3 separate regions of the Mus musculus genome follow, and all the other regions are linked to region 2. The links are chromatin contacts, called in public HiChIP or PLAC-seq maps. All regions are on one chromosome and are shown on one strand. Each heading gives the region's core, a stretch centred on a gene start, on an enhancer-like site or on the middle of the called end of the contact. The rest is flanking DNA. Distances are from core to core; before and after follow the strand shown.

Evidence for each region. HiChIP or PLAC-seq counts read pairs in DNA pulled down with a chosen protein or histone mark.
Region 1: a contact with region 2 is called in a FOXA1 HiChIP or PLAC-seq map of pancreatic cancer cells. The contact joins two enhancer-like sites. A contact is called at or near these places in 4 of 115 datasets of contacts at active chromatin or transcription factors (CD8 T cells, the NIH/3T3 cell line, microglia and 1 more).
Region 3: a contact with region 2 is called in a FOXA1 HiChIP or PLAC-seq map of pancreatic cancer cells. The contact joins the promoter of Irf2 here to the enhancer-like site in region 2. A contact is called at or near these places in 13 of 39 promoter capture datasets (the 3T3-L1 cell line, 3T3-L1-derived adipocytes, the C10 cell line and 7 more), 2 of 15 datasets of contacts at CTCF or cohesin (large pre-B cells and pro-B cells), 45 of 484 Hi-C or Micro-C datasets (the 3T3-L1 cell line, 3T3-L1-derived adipocytes, B cells and 29 more), 23 of 115 datasets of contacts at active chromatin or transcription factors (the 230-238 cell line, CD8 T cells, the HPC-7 cell line and 18 more) and 4 of 9 other capture datasets (adipose tissue, bone marrow-derived macrophages, liver and 1 more).

What each region holds. Positions count from the first base shown.
Region 1 is chr8:46,637,530-46,641,876 of GRCm38.p6, forward strand. It overlaps Casp3 (caspase 3), which reads left to right. Exons shown (of 7, transcript NM_001284409.1): 7 at 390-2,169. The coding sequence ends at 619. Among named protein-coding and RNA genes, the nearest start is that of Casp3, 22 kb to the left of the region's middle. Within about 2 kb of position 1,577, at least 154 of the 459 cell types and tissues checked have an H3K27ac peak or open chromatin away from gene starts, as enhancers often do. A contact at or near this core is called in the NIH/3T3 cell line, microglia and pancreatic cancer cells, where this site is marked.
Region 2 is chr8:46,868,309-46,872,566 of GRCm38.p6, forward strand. No RefSeq gene overlaps it. Among named protein-coding and RNA genes, the nearest start is that of Gm39170, 40 kb to the left of the region's middle. Within about 2 kb of position 1,358, at least 170 of the 459 cell types and tissues checked have an H3K27ac peak or open chromatin away from gene starts, as enhancers often do. A contact at or near this core is called in 3T3-L1-derived adipocytes, the C2C12 cell line, CD8 T cells and 23 more, where this site is marked.
Region 3 is chr8:46,736,856-46,741,293 of GRCm38.p6, forward strand. It overlaps Irf2 (interferon regulatory factor 2), which reads left to right and starts at 2,890. Exons shown (of 9, transcript NM_008391.4): 1 at 2,890-3,081. Gm16675 (predicted gene, 16675) reads right to left here and starts at 2,660. Exons shown (of 3, transcript NR_045750.1): 1 at 2,307-2,660.

The DNA of each region.
Region 1 (4,347 bases), core at 327-2,826, 230 kb before region 2:
TTTCCTGCCTGAGCCAGTATTCATAACAGATGAGTTCAGATTGAAACACCATGTTACCTACAGGGTCCCATTTGCATAGCTTTGCACAACCTGGTATTGTCCGGTCTGTGTCTTCCTCTTCTTCGCCCTGACCTATGGGAAAGAGACCCTAAAGTAGAACTCGGGAAACCAACAGTAGTCAGTCCTGATTGATCTGCGTTTTCTTTTCCAGCAGAGAGCAGTGAGGTCTGGAGTCCAGGGTTGCTAATTATTTTCCTTTGTGTGGCTTCTAAGACTGAGGAAGCTTATGTCTGTCTGGATCGTTCTGGTTATATGAAAATGTGTAGACTCCTCCAGAGTGATGCTGTGGTGTAATAGAAGATACAGTCCTTCGTATTTTTGCCTCCTAGGTTACTATTCCTGGAGAAATTCAAAGGACGGGTCGTGGTTCATCCAGTCCCTTTGCAGCATGCTGAAGCTGTACGCGCACAAGCTAGAATTTATGCACATTCTCACTCGCGTTAACAGGAAGGTGGCAACGGAATTCGAGTCCTTCTCCCTGGACTCCACTTTCCACGCAAAGAAACAGATCCCGTGTATTGTGTCCATGCTCACGAAAGAACTGTACTTTTATCACTAGAGGAATGATTGGGGGTGGGGGGGGGCGTGTTTCTGTTTTGTTATGCCAAATGAGAAAGCTGTCAGGGAGACTCTCATTTAAATCTAATCTGACGGTCCTCCTGGTCTTTGTACGCTACCACTGCCTAGCAATGCAGCCAGCCACAGTGCAGCTACCTCAACTTCGACATCAGGTAGTTGAAATGAAATTTAATTTAATAAGGAGCAAGTAACTGTCAATGATGGTACTATCATCCTAGATGAAATTACAAAGTTGCCCTTTTATAATTAGCAAGATTTGGCGATACTATGAATTTTGAAGTCATTTTGAAGCAGTACAGCTTTTCCACTGATGATTTTATACTCCCCACTCATGTTAAGAATGTTGTTCTAGTTTTCGTTAAACGTAGAAACAATAATGTCAAATGATAATGTCTTAGAACTTGAATCCATGAGCAGAGTCAAAGGCTGGAACCCTTGTTTTGGACCTGATTTATGGAAGTGAAGAGTTGGACCACCATAGCATGCATTATAGCTACTGGTTTTGTGACAGTTGTCCACAACACGTATTTGTTATTTTAAAAAAAAAAATCATGTTTTATTACTGGAACAAAAATAACTTGAGTATTTATGTGAGAGGAAAACCGTGTGCGAACTTGGTTGACTCATTGAAGGCAAGGTGCTAAAATCCATCAGCATTTGTTTCTTACTTATCCTTATACAAATCAGCTCGGTCTTACAGACCAGCAAAATATCTCAAGAGCTGTTATGTAACAGCCTCAAATGGTTGATTATTAGAATGAAGTACAGGAATTCTATAGGAATATACTATAATACCAGTTGTCAAACAGAGCTTAAGAAAAGGAGAGATGAAATCTACTGTAGTTGGAGAGAATGTGGTTTGAGCCAGAGCAGAGACTTGGCAGAGCCATGGGCACATCTTCAGAAAAGGCCTGCCAGCTGGACTCCCCACCCCTCACCCCACCCCCCTTGTGAGTTCTGGTTTGTGTGGATGATGTCCAAGTTACCACGTGGGAAAGTGAACCAGATCACAAACTTCTGCAAAAAGGCTTTCCCAGAGGGCTGAGAGTCTGAAGAAAGTTCACTGGACTCCATGTCCAGAGTCTGTAGCATGCTGACTTTTCTGTTGACGTTTACAAAGAAAGGAAAAATAATGGTGATATTTATACTGTGCTAGAAACGAAAGGGCCAGGGCACACAGGACTTGGAAAGCATCCAGCAATAGCCCTGCAGCCCATGTGGAGAAGCTGCGGGCTGCAGTCCATCCTCAGGGAGACTGTGCTCTGCTCCTGGCCTCCTTATGGGGGTGCTGAGTCACTGCTGGCTCTCGCAGCATTTCTCCTAAGCTTCCTTGTTGCACAAAGAAAGGAAGGAACTCACATTGTAACGGATAGATTCTTGTTTAGACTGGCTTTGTTGTTAACGCTTTCTAAGTGAATGCAGCATGTGATGGTATTTTAAAGTGTGTTCCCATGTGACAATTTTATAAAAGTTTGTTACCTTGCAATTTTATTTCAAAACATAAATTCAGATTTAAAATTATCAGTGTATTTGAGGGTTTGTTGTTGTTGTTGTTGTTGTTGTCGTCGTCAATACTTTTGCTGTTGTAATAACTAAGTGAAAGTTAAAATAATTTTAACCCACAGTCTAATTTGAGAGAGTCAGAGGATGCAACAAGGCCTTAATCTAATATGTTAAGGTGTTGGCAAGTGGAAGAACCTCTGATATGATAGGATTTAAACCCAAAGAAATAGGTAGAATATACTCAAAGAATACAGGAAGGGGTGGGGACTCAGCTCCTCCAAAGTTTACATAATAACCACAGCTTCTCTAAAGTGAAGGTCAAAAGTGGATCAAGGAACTCCTGTACACAAGGAGGAGCGTGTCACGAATGTTTTTGTCTAGCTGCTTTCTAACAGGGGATAGGGTGGTGGAGAAATGACTCAGCAGTTAAGAGCGTCGGCTGTTCTTCAGAAGAACTGGATTTGAACCCAAGCACCCACATGGCAGCTCACAATTTTTTGTAACTAGCTCCAGGGGACCCAACTGCCTCTTTTTGCCTCCTTGGGAATTTTATGCACATGGTGCAGAGGCATACACGTGGGCTAAATACCTATATACATGAAATTAAACCTTTAAAGACTAGCTCTTTAATGTGTGGAGAAAAGGCTAGCCCATTGTAATTTCCATACTATCTATATAAAGAGGTCTGAGATAGTACAAAGAAAACAACTGGAGCTATGGGTCTGGGAGTAGTTAGCTGGGTAAAGCAGTTTCCTTGCCAGCACAAGAACCTGAACTAGAACTTGATCCCCAGAATCCATGTTAAAAGGAAAAAAAACCCGAATTGTGATGCTCGCTTATAATTCCAGCAGTGATGGAGATAAGTGAGTTCCTGAGGCTCACTGGTCAACCAGCCTAGTCTCCATGGCAAACGCATGGCTGATGTGCTCAGCTATGGAGAAATGATACCAGTCCCATTATCACCTGGCCTACACATACACAAGATAAAAACCATCAACTGGGCCATGTATGTGAATAGAGCAAGTGTAAACAAAGAGAGCATATACCCCTTATGTTCAGATAACCCAATCTCCCATCATAATAAGAGGAATATAAATTATGATATCACCTACCAGACTGGACAGTATCGCCCAAGTGCTGGAGGTATAGGCATGCATCACCATGCCAAGCATGTGCTGTGGTTAATCCCAGCACTCGGGAGGCAGAGGCAGGTGGATTTCTGAGTTTGAGGCCAGCCTGGTCTACAGAGTGAGTTCCAGGACAGCCAGGGCTGTACAGAGAAACCCTGTCTCAGAAAACAAAACAAAACAAAAAACAAACAAAAACATGTTGCATGAATATTCATGAGATGGATGGCATATTCAGAGGGGTAAGGTGACCATTTGTTCCCTTCCAAACCATAGTGAACCAGATCTCTTCTTGGCTAGTCCTTCCCATGATCCTCTTTAAAAAGAGAAGCAAACTCACTAAGAAAATGATATTATAAACAAATTGAGATTTCCCAAGGTGGTCTACCCTTTGTTATAATATATTTGTGGCAATTTGGTTCGGTTCCCTTGTACTTAGTTTCTGCTTTGCGGGGACGAACCCAAATGCAGCTTAAAAGATGGAGTAAACCTCTAAAGATCATTTCAAACACCAGGAGAATCAGCTACCAAGAAACAGGTGTAGTGTTCCGTGGTTACCTCTTAACTAACTCCTCGACTTCTGATCCTCGGTGGGAGCTGTGGAACAATAGACCCAACTGTGAGAGTCTGTGGTCGGAAATGGCTTGTCTGAGTCAGAAGTGAAGCAGAGTTTACAGTGAAGAAATAAGTGTTGACTTTGGAAAAGAAGGCACATGACTAAGGTAGGTAGATAGGGTATTTTCCTTCCATTCAATCTGTGATACCCACTTCCTTCCTGGTGTCAATTATCTGTTAGACTCCCTCCCAGAACTCAGGAGAATTCTTTAGTTATAGGACTCAGTTTGTTAACTAATACGATTGAAGAATGTGGAAATGCAGGGCTAGGTGTGGTGGGGAGGGACACAGATTCTCCTTGTTTTCTTGGAGTGTCCCCCCTCAACCCCCACCCCCACCCCTACTCTGAACTGTTCAACCACTTGGAAACTGAAGCTCATCAGGACTTCTAGAACTCAGGCCCCAGCAACTCTACTTCCCCAGAAGTCAGAGCTAGGATGGGCCAGTCCCAGCAGCCTTCACT
Region 2 (4,258 bases), core at 108-2,607:
TCTGTAGAGAGACTGAAAAGCTTTTGGGTTCTGCTGGTTCTTTAAAGCTTGAAAGACTTACACTGCTTCCAGACCCTCTTTCACAACTTCATTGGAAGCCTTCGTCAACCCGTGACTCATGCATTCTGCATGCAGGCAAAACCAGAATCAAGAATCAAATGTGCCAGCCAATTTCTGGGACTGACTTCAGCAGTAGCTGGGTCTGTTTGGAGTCAACTATGGAAGCCCCCAAGGGTCTAGATAACTGAACATGGGGAAACAAACCCAGAGAAATGATTTACTGGCTGGCTCAGAGTGAATCCCTGGGTGGACCACAGGGATCCCTTTGCAGCAAAATCCTTGAAGCTGAGAACTTGGGTGTGTCCTACTGAATCCTGACATATCCTGGAGCAGCTTTCCTAACAGTGAAGAGCAAAGTAATTAGCTTCTTTGTTTGCCTGGGTTTATCTTCATTTGGGTTATTTTTACACCCCTTCCCTTTGCCCTCTCCTAACCTCCTCCCACGCTCCTGGAATCCTTTCTCTTCCTCATCCCCTTCCTATTTCACGCCCTGGTTTGTTTTCCATGACCCACTGACTTTGAGCAGCGCTGCGAGCTTTTTAGTTGCTGTCAAATGTTGTCATTTCTTCAGAAGACACGCCTTCCTGGGCTACAACTTTTAAAAGCTATGATTTGACTTTCAAAGATTTCCCGTGGGCCCATGCTCTAATAGTTTAGTCTCCAGTTAGTTCTGGAAACTCCATAAAGTCAGGTCTACTGGTGAAAGTTAAACACTTGTGGAGGTCCTGGGGATTTTGTCCCTGGCCCCCCTTTTCATCACTTATTATGCTTTCTGTCCCCCACGAAGTGAAGAATTCCTTCACTACACACTTTTACCACCACAGAGTTCTGTGCAGTTGTAAGGAGTCAAGCACCCATAAGGACTCCAAGACCATGATCTAATTGTCTCTCTTCCTTTAAGTCAATGGTTCCCAAGCCGTGGGTTGCAACCCCTTTGATAAGGGGACTCAAATAAATCTTTCACAGGGGTCAGATATCCTGCACATCAAATATTTACATTACAACTCATAACAGTAGCAAAATTACAGTTATGAAGTAGCAATGAAAGTAATTTTATGGTTGGGGGATGGTGTCACCATAACATGAGGAACTGTATTAAAGGGTTGCAGCATTAGGGAGATTAAGTTATTGTCTCAGGCATTTGGTCACAGTGACACAGAAGCCTGCCCAATGCAAACACCCTCCTTTCCTACCACAACTACAAGTTTTTCAAGTCTTTCCTCTCCTCAAGTCTGTCCTGTGTGCTGACTCACTTCGAATCTGAGTGAAGGGTGTGTCCAGGCCACAGCCTGAAGGCTCTGCCTTAGTGCTTTCTCACAGGATGAAAGACCCTTTAAGCTCAGAGCATGCCAAATGTAGCTGAGTAGTTTGACAGAATGTACCACGAGCGGTTTCTTACTCAGTCCCACAAGAGACCTTTTTTTGCTAACTGAAACCTTATCGGCACAGTGTTTGACTGACCGCATTCCTGTCTGCATTCTGGGCTTGAGATGCTGCCCAACCTGCCCCTTAAACCCGGTTCACAGGGTTAGAGGCTCTCTCCAGTTCCTTCAAAAGTTCCCTAACTCAGCTCATTCCTTCCAAACAACCCCACTTCTCAGTACGGGTTTTCTCTGTCAGTCCGGTATCCGCCTCTGTGACAAAGCAATGACAATACATCTACTTAAACAGGACACGTTATGTTGGCCCTGGGTTCCTGAGGTTTCAGTCCACAGTTTCTTGGACACAGTACTTTGGGGCCTATGGCGAGGAAGAATCATGTCAAAGAGACGTGTTAACAGCATGGTAGGCGAGAGTCAGGGTGATAGAGGAATTGGTCGGAGCAGCAATAGCCTCTTTAAAGGCCTTACTAAGCTACTAGATTCTACCTACCAACGTTCTCACTCCTTTCCAAGTGCATGATCATCTGGGGAATCAAGGTTTTAATAAGTAGCTTTTCAGGGCGTTTAAGATCTATTTTATATGTAAATGTATTCATTTTATATGTATGAGCATTTTGCCTGCGTGTCTGTGGAGGCCAGAAGGGGGCATCGGATCCCCCGGAACTGGAGCTGTGATGATTTTTTTAAGCTACCACATGAGTGCTGGAAACAGAACCCAGGTCCTTTGGGAGAACGACCAGTGCTCCTAACAGCTGAGCCCTTTCCAGCATTTTCCAGTGCTATGTAAATGAAGATTTGGAGCTGGTATCTACTAGTGATGAGACAGGGGGGGGGGGGTTAGCATGAGGCTATTGGTATTTACTCTACGGGATCCCAGACTTGCTTTCGCTGCTTCTGACGTCCTGGGGGAGATCCATGCATGTGTGCGTGTATGTGTGTGTGTGTGTGTGTGTGCGTGTGTGTGTGTGTGTGTGTGTGTGTGTGTGTATTCGAATGGTCATGTGGTCATGAAATCTGTAACGGCACCCTACTTGGCAAGTTAAAAGGACTGACTCTCCTCCATCCTGGCTTCCTTCCTGTTTCTATTTTCCTTGTGTTGGTATTGGGAGAGACTCTGAGTGTCTTTGTATTTGCCTTAACGGCATTTGTGTTGAGACTGCATTTAGTTTGGGTTAAATGGGATATATTTATGTGGTTTCTGCCATTCAATTTCACATATGGTTGAGTTATGAATAGCCACCATGCAGAGCAATGATTTTCAAGAATGACTCCCAAGCCCATAGGGCTGATTTGTCCAGTATTAAGACATAAATGTGCAGGACCAGAGAAAGCCTGGCACTTTGTAGCAGCATCGGGAGTCTGTGGGGAGTGGAGAAAAAAGCAGAGCTAAAAACTCATACAGTCAGCAGCTAGTCTGTGGGCAATTCTTCCATTCAATGGAGTAAAGGGTTGGTTTTCTAATGATAGCTAGTCAAAAGTGTATTTCCTCTTCCCAGTTACGACTAACTCTGGTGATACAGCATAAATGAGTTCACCATATCTATGTTTTGGTTTTTCATAGCATTTGCGTGAGATATAATCTGTAGGGTGGTGATGTAACTCAGTTGTTCTGGGTTTGAACCACAGCACTGCATAAAACAGGTACAATAGTGCATTGCCTATAATCCCCGTGCTTAGGAGGTAGAACAGGAAGATTAGAAGTTTAAGGCTATTCTTAAGTATGTAGTGAGTTTGAGGCCTGCGATCTATGAGACCCTGTGTTAGTAGTGGGCACAATCTCTAATAGTATTACAAGTAGTAACTGTATCTATAACAAGTCCTATATGAAAGACTACAGATTTTCACAAACGTGAAAACCAGTCCAATGTTTATTGCTACAGTAATACTTTTGTGAAATGCAGTCTTTCCTAAATTTCTCAACAACAAAGCCCATTTTAATCAAGCATATAAAGAAAATACTGTACAATATTTTGTTCTTTTCATTTAAATATAATTATTACATCTGGGTGTGGTTATACATATCTGACATGCTAGATGAGTTTGAGGCCAGCCTATGCTATATAGTGATATGTCATCACAAAATATATATTCTTAGGTTATTATATAGGTAGATAGTAATTGTGTGGAGAAAATACAAAAGTGTTTTAACCATCTATCTAATTAATAAAGATTTCAGGTTTCATGATATTTATATTAACAAATCTCTAAAGTATAAATTTTATATATACATAGTAATATTCTTTAGTTCCAAATATTAAAACTCACTCTTAGTTTGTAATTATAATTTTATATTTTTCTTAAAGTATATTTCCCAGTTACCTAGGGTTTTGACTGCCACAAATTCTACATCTAATTATGTGTCTCTCTTAACCTGTTTAGTGCTGGCAGGAATTTTTATTAGTTTTATTCTCCTATTATCCCAAACCAAGTATTTGCCCCAAGAATAGGCTTCTGGCTGCTGTCTACCATTTTCATTTTCAAACTATTGGCCAAGCCAGAAAGCGAGCTTGTGCAAGGCTTTATGTAGACTGAGTCTCTTGCTGGTCAAACATGACTGAACCTTAGGATAAAGGAGGGCTGTGCTACTCGAGAAGGAATTGCTGCCTCGTCTGTTCTTGAGAGAGATGAAAGGGGAGAGAGGTCACTGTCGGGTTAAAGCGGGGAGGCTCCTTATGGTCCCTAGACTATAAAGAAGCTTGTCAAAATGTTATCCCAAGCTTTGGAATCAGGAAGATAACATTTCCTCCAGGCGTGAAGCCCTTGCAATCATCTACAAAGAACTACTGAGGCTGAGATCTCCTGAGAAGCAAGACCAT
Region 3 (4,438 bases), core at 1,640-4,139, 130 kb before region 2:
GTCTGCTACCACATTAAACTGATTTCACGTGCCTTATAACCAAGATGGCCTCTATTCTGTAAGCTCCAGATGAGCTTCTGAGGGGCAGAGAGGACACGAGTTGGGCTTGAAGGGAAGAAAATGTCTGCTTGATTTGGATAACCATGTGTCTATTGACGTGGACAAACCCAAGGGAGGTGACTGGGCATGGTGCTCAGGGACTGCCATGATCCATCTCATCTGGAGACCCTGGGGGGTTGCATGGACCTGTAACTAGGCTGTGATTGATTGTGACTGGATGTGTACTGATAGGACTGGATGGATGGATTGCTAGACCGTGTGGGAAAGAAGGAATCAAGAACTGAAAAAAAAAATTAACAGTCCAAGAAAACTTTTTTATGTGTGGTTAAAGACCACACATAAGTAGGGCATTGCTCTTTCTGAAACAGTGAGATTGGGGTGCACTTAGAGCGGGCAGGACTGTTTCCTGATGGAGAATCTAGTGAAGACACAAATGGGAAGCCAATCGTCAGGAAAGCACGGAGACAGGATGCTCCCTGTGCCTGGCAATGGGGTTTCCAGGACTAGCCTCTGTTCACGGATACAGGGCCTTAGGATGCCTCTTAGAGATTTGTGGACATGGTCCTCTCTGGCTCCCCTGAGTTTTCATCTCTGAGGAAGCTCCTATCATAGATAGCAGGGAAGAGACATCGGTTGGCCCCACCAGACCTCATTGTTTCTGTCGTTCCTTCGGCCTGCACATGAAGGATGCTGAACCGAGATAAGAAGCTCAGAAAGAAGGCGTGTGGATGGGGACCGGAGGGGCTATTTATGTAGGCCTTTCCTCTCCCTGTTCTAGGGAAGAGAAGACAATGGGTTGCACACCGATTAAAATAAACAGAGATAGCACAGGCCCATAATTCCAGGATTCAAGAGCCAAGGCAGGAACGTTGTTAGTTCCCGGACAGCTTGGAAAACAATTCTGGTTCACCTAGACTTCCTAAGATGATCCTGTCTAGAAAAAAAACAAAAAACAAAACAAACAAACAAACAAAAAACCCAGACACACAAACAAACAAGCAAAAATAAAAAACAGCAACAGCAAAGAAAACAACAACAAAAGGGGCCGCAGAGATGGGGGAAGGGGGCTTGCTGAGCAAGCAATGGGGAGTTGAGTTCAAATCCCCAAGACTCTTGAAAAGCCAGGTCTGGCTCTGTGCCCACCTCATTCCAGTGCTGTGGCTGGCAGAGACATGAAGATTGCTGGAGTGGCTGGCTACCAGCCTAGTTCTAGGTTCAGTGAGAAACCCTGTCTCCAATCAACACCGTGGAGAAGGGCTGAGCAGGACACTCTGGCCTCCGTGAGTACACATGCACACATGCACACATGTACCACACTCACCCATACACACACAAAGCCAGAAAATAATGACCTGTGGTTATTAGGCTTTTAACTTAGGTGCCTGGTGGGTAAAGACATACAACTACCATGCAGTGTGTATATCCCTGTGGTTACTGATATATGAAATATAAATGCAAGGAGTGTGCAGTGTTATTATGGGAGAAATAAAGGACACTGTGCAGGAAGGATCTATTTTGAGGCCACAAGACAGGGTCCTTAATCTCACTGCTCTCCTTCTACAAGGGCATGCATACTTTCCTTTATCCCTGTCTGTGGAATCCACTAATTCTATGGCAAAGAGGAGGTAGAATTATTTTTCAGATGTTTACACATAGATAGTGACAGTCTCCTAGGGTGGGATGCTTTCCCCAGTGGTTAGAGAAGGCAGGTGGTGGGCTGAGGAAACTGTAAGCCAGGCAAGAAGCAGGTGTAACTAAATGTAAGGGAATACTTTTAAAGTTAAGTGACCAAACAGCAAGAGGTTCCAAGCGAGCTGGCCTAGTAGAGCCCATAGGCCGCTGCACCTGTCATAGGTACTGGGCCCTCTTCTTGCATTCAGTATTGTCTCCACGGAACAGCACAGAGGACAGCAGCCAAGGATGTTCAACCAATAAGGACAGCCAAATTTAGGAGTTAACAGGCAGCGTTCCCTCCAGGTTCAGTCCCAATCAAGACAGTTTAAGTTCATGTAACTCAAACCCTTGCATTTTGCAGGAACTGGACCGGTTATGGCAAAGACATGAAGTAACTTTGGAGAGTGACTTTCTAGGGGAAGGCCTTCCTAACCATCCTAGCTTCCACACTGAGTGCCAGGCTGGCCCTTCAACCCCCCTCAAACCCCCCCCCCCCCCCCGTTCCCCAGTAGGAGATCCAATAAAGTAGGGGCACAAGTAATGCCGTCTTTTCAGCTGACTTCGTTCCTTACATTCCTTTGCAGCGGGCGACTTTCCAAGATGAGTTTGTATATGCAGCCTGTGCACAGCGGTTCTGAGCACTTAAGCCACAGGTCGGGAAGGGTCCCCAGGCTTCCGGGGCTCTCTCTGGTCCATCTCCACCCTTCAGGTAGGATGTAGAGTCAGGTCATCTCCTTCCTTCCCTACGGCCACCACCAGCTGGTGGCCAGCTCCCAAGCCAGCGCCCCGTCCACCACTTCTGGTGCCCCACAGTCCCAGCGTGGCCCCGGTGAAAAGCGCGCGCCCTTCGGCGCGATCCCCACGCTCACACGCGCTGCCGCTTGTTGCTCCCCGCAGCCGCGACGTGGGGAAGTGAAAATGAAATTGACTTTTCCGAGAAATGATGAAAGCCGTGCCGGCCGCCAATGAACAGCGGCGGCGAACTTCCGCACCTCCAGGCTGGCGGCTGGAGCCCTCCCTCTGCCTCCACCTCCGGGTTGCACAAGCTTGAAACAAACACTGGGGAGGAAGGGCGGGGAGGGAGGAGGGCGGAGGGGGAGCGAGGGAGGGAGCGGGGCCGGGAGAGGGCGGGGGTGGGGGGGATTTCCAGCCTCGGCTCCTCGCAGTTTCCTCTCCTTGTTTTGCTTTCGATCTGGACTGTTCTCAGGCAAGCCGGGGACTAACTTTTAGTTTTGCTCCTGCGATTATTCAACTGACGGGCTTTCATTTCCATTTTACACACCCTAACAACACTCACACCTTGCGGGATTGTATTGGTAGCGTGGAAAAAAAAAAGCACATTGAGAGGTAACATTTTTTTTTTTCAAATAATAGTTGTGGCTGTGCGTGTGTTTTCTCTCGAGGGCATGTTGACGGGGACAGGAGGAGCTATGTATGTATGTGCGTCCTGATGCTTTGACACGATGTTTTGCAGACGGAAAAATGCCGGGGTTCATAAATATTAATACCGATTTTTGGAGGAAGAGTCGGCGCAGTTATGGATCATCTGATTTTAGGGGAAGCAGGGGTCTGCTGCTGTTGCCGCTGGTACTGGGGCTGCTGAGGCTGCAAAGAGGAGGAGGTAGAGAGGGAGGAGGAGGAGGTTAGTGAAGGTTTAATTTCACTTTTGGATTTGCAGATGAGAAGAGGTGGCTCCATGGACACAGATCTGCTCTGTGTGATTCTGCGCTCCAGGTGTCGTGTGTTGTGGGTACAGGTCCGTTGGAGTCCGGCCTCATTTAAAATAAAATTGGTGTGTGTGTGTGTGTGTGTGTGTTGTATGTGTATGAGTGTTTACAGACACTGTCGCCACCAGGTCCGAGGAAGGGAACCGGGTTCTTCTCGGTGCCCAGCGGCCCTTCTTTCCCGGCGGTCTCTGGTGTAAATAGACTGGCACCCGCGGTCCCTAGATGCCCGTGCCCGGGCAGTGACCACTGTAAACTTGAAGGCTGCCCTAAGGCGGTCCCAGGATGCGCTCGCCCGCGGGGCTTGGGGTCGGGTGACCGGCGTCTGGTGCCAGTGGACACTCGGGCCGGGCGGGCTCCGCGCGCGGCTGGGCGCGGGCCTGGCCGGCGCGCCCGGCTTCCTGGGGACTGGGCCGCCGCCACACGCCAGGAACGTCGCGTCCTCCTCCCCGCCGGCCAGCGTCTGGCCTGGCCTCCGGGCTTTGTCACTGCACTTGTCCCAGCGCGTGAGGCGCCTCGGAGGCGCGTCCCCGGAGGGCTCCGCGCTCAGGGGTCACCCACCCCGGCGCGGCCTAGCTGCGAGTGCCTCCGGGTCCCCGCGGGCGCCCCCGGGGCCGGCCTGGCGCGCTGGGCCCCGACCCGCCTTGGCTACGGAACGGGCGAGGTGTGGGGGCGGGGAACCTCCGGGGACCGAGCGGCGCCCGGCGGGCTAGCATGGGGTTGGGGGTGAGGCTGACGAACGCTTGGGGTCTCCGGGACGTGGTGGGAATGAGTGCCCGCCCTGTGCCCTCCGACCCGCTCCGGGCGCCGGGTGACATTCGCCCGCCGGCCGAACATGGTTGGTGCAGAGCGGCAGCCACCACTTCCTCTCCGCCCCGCCGGCCCGGCTCTCTGGGCGAGCGATGCGGGCCGCGGCCAATCGCGGTGCCCAGCTAGTCCCTGTCGCTCGGCCTTGGGGGCCGGCTCCCCTGAGCGGCCCG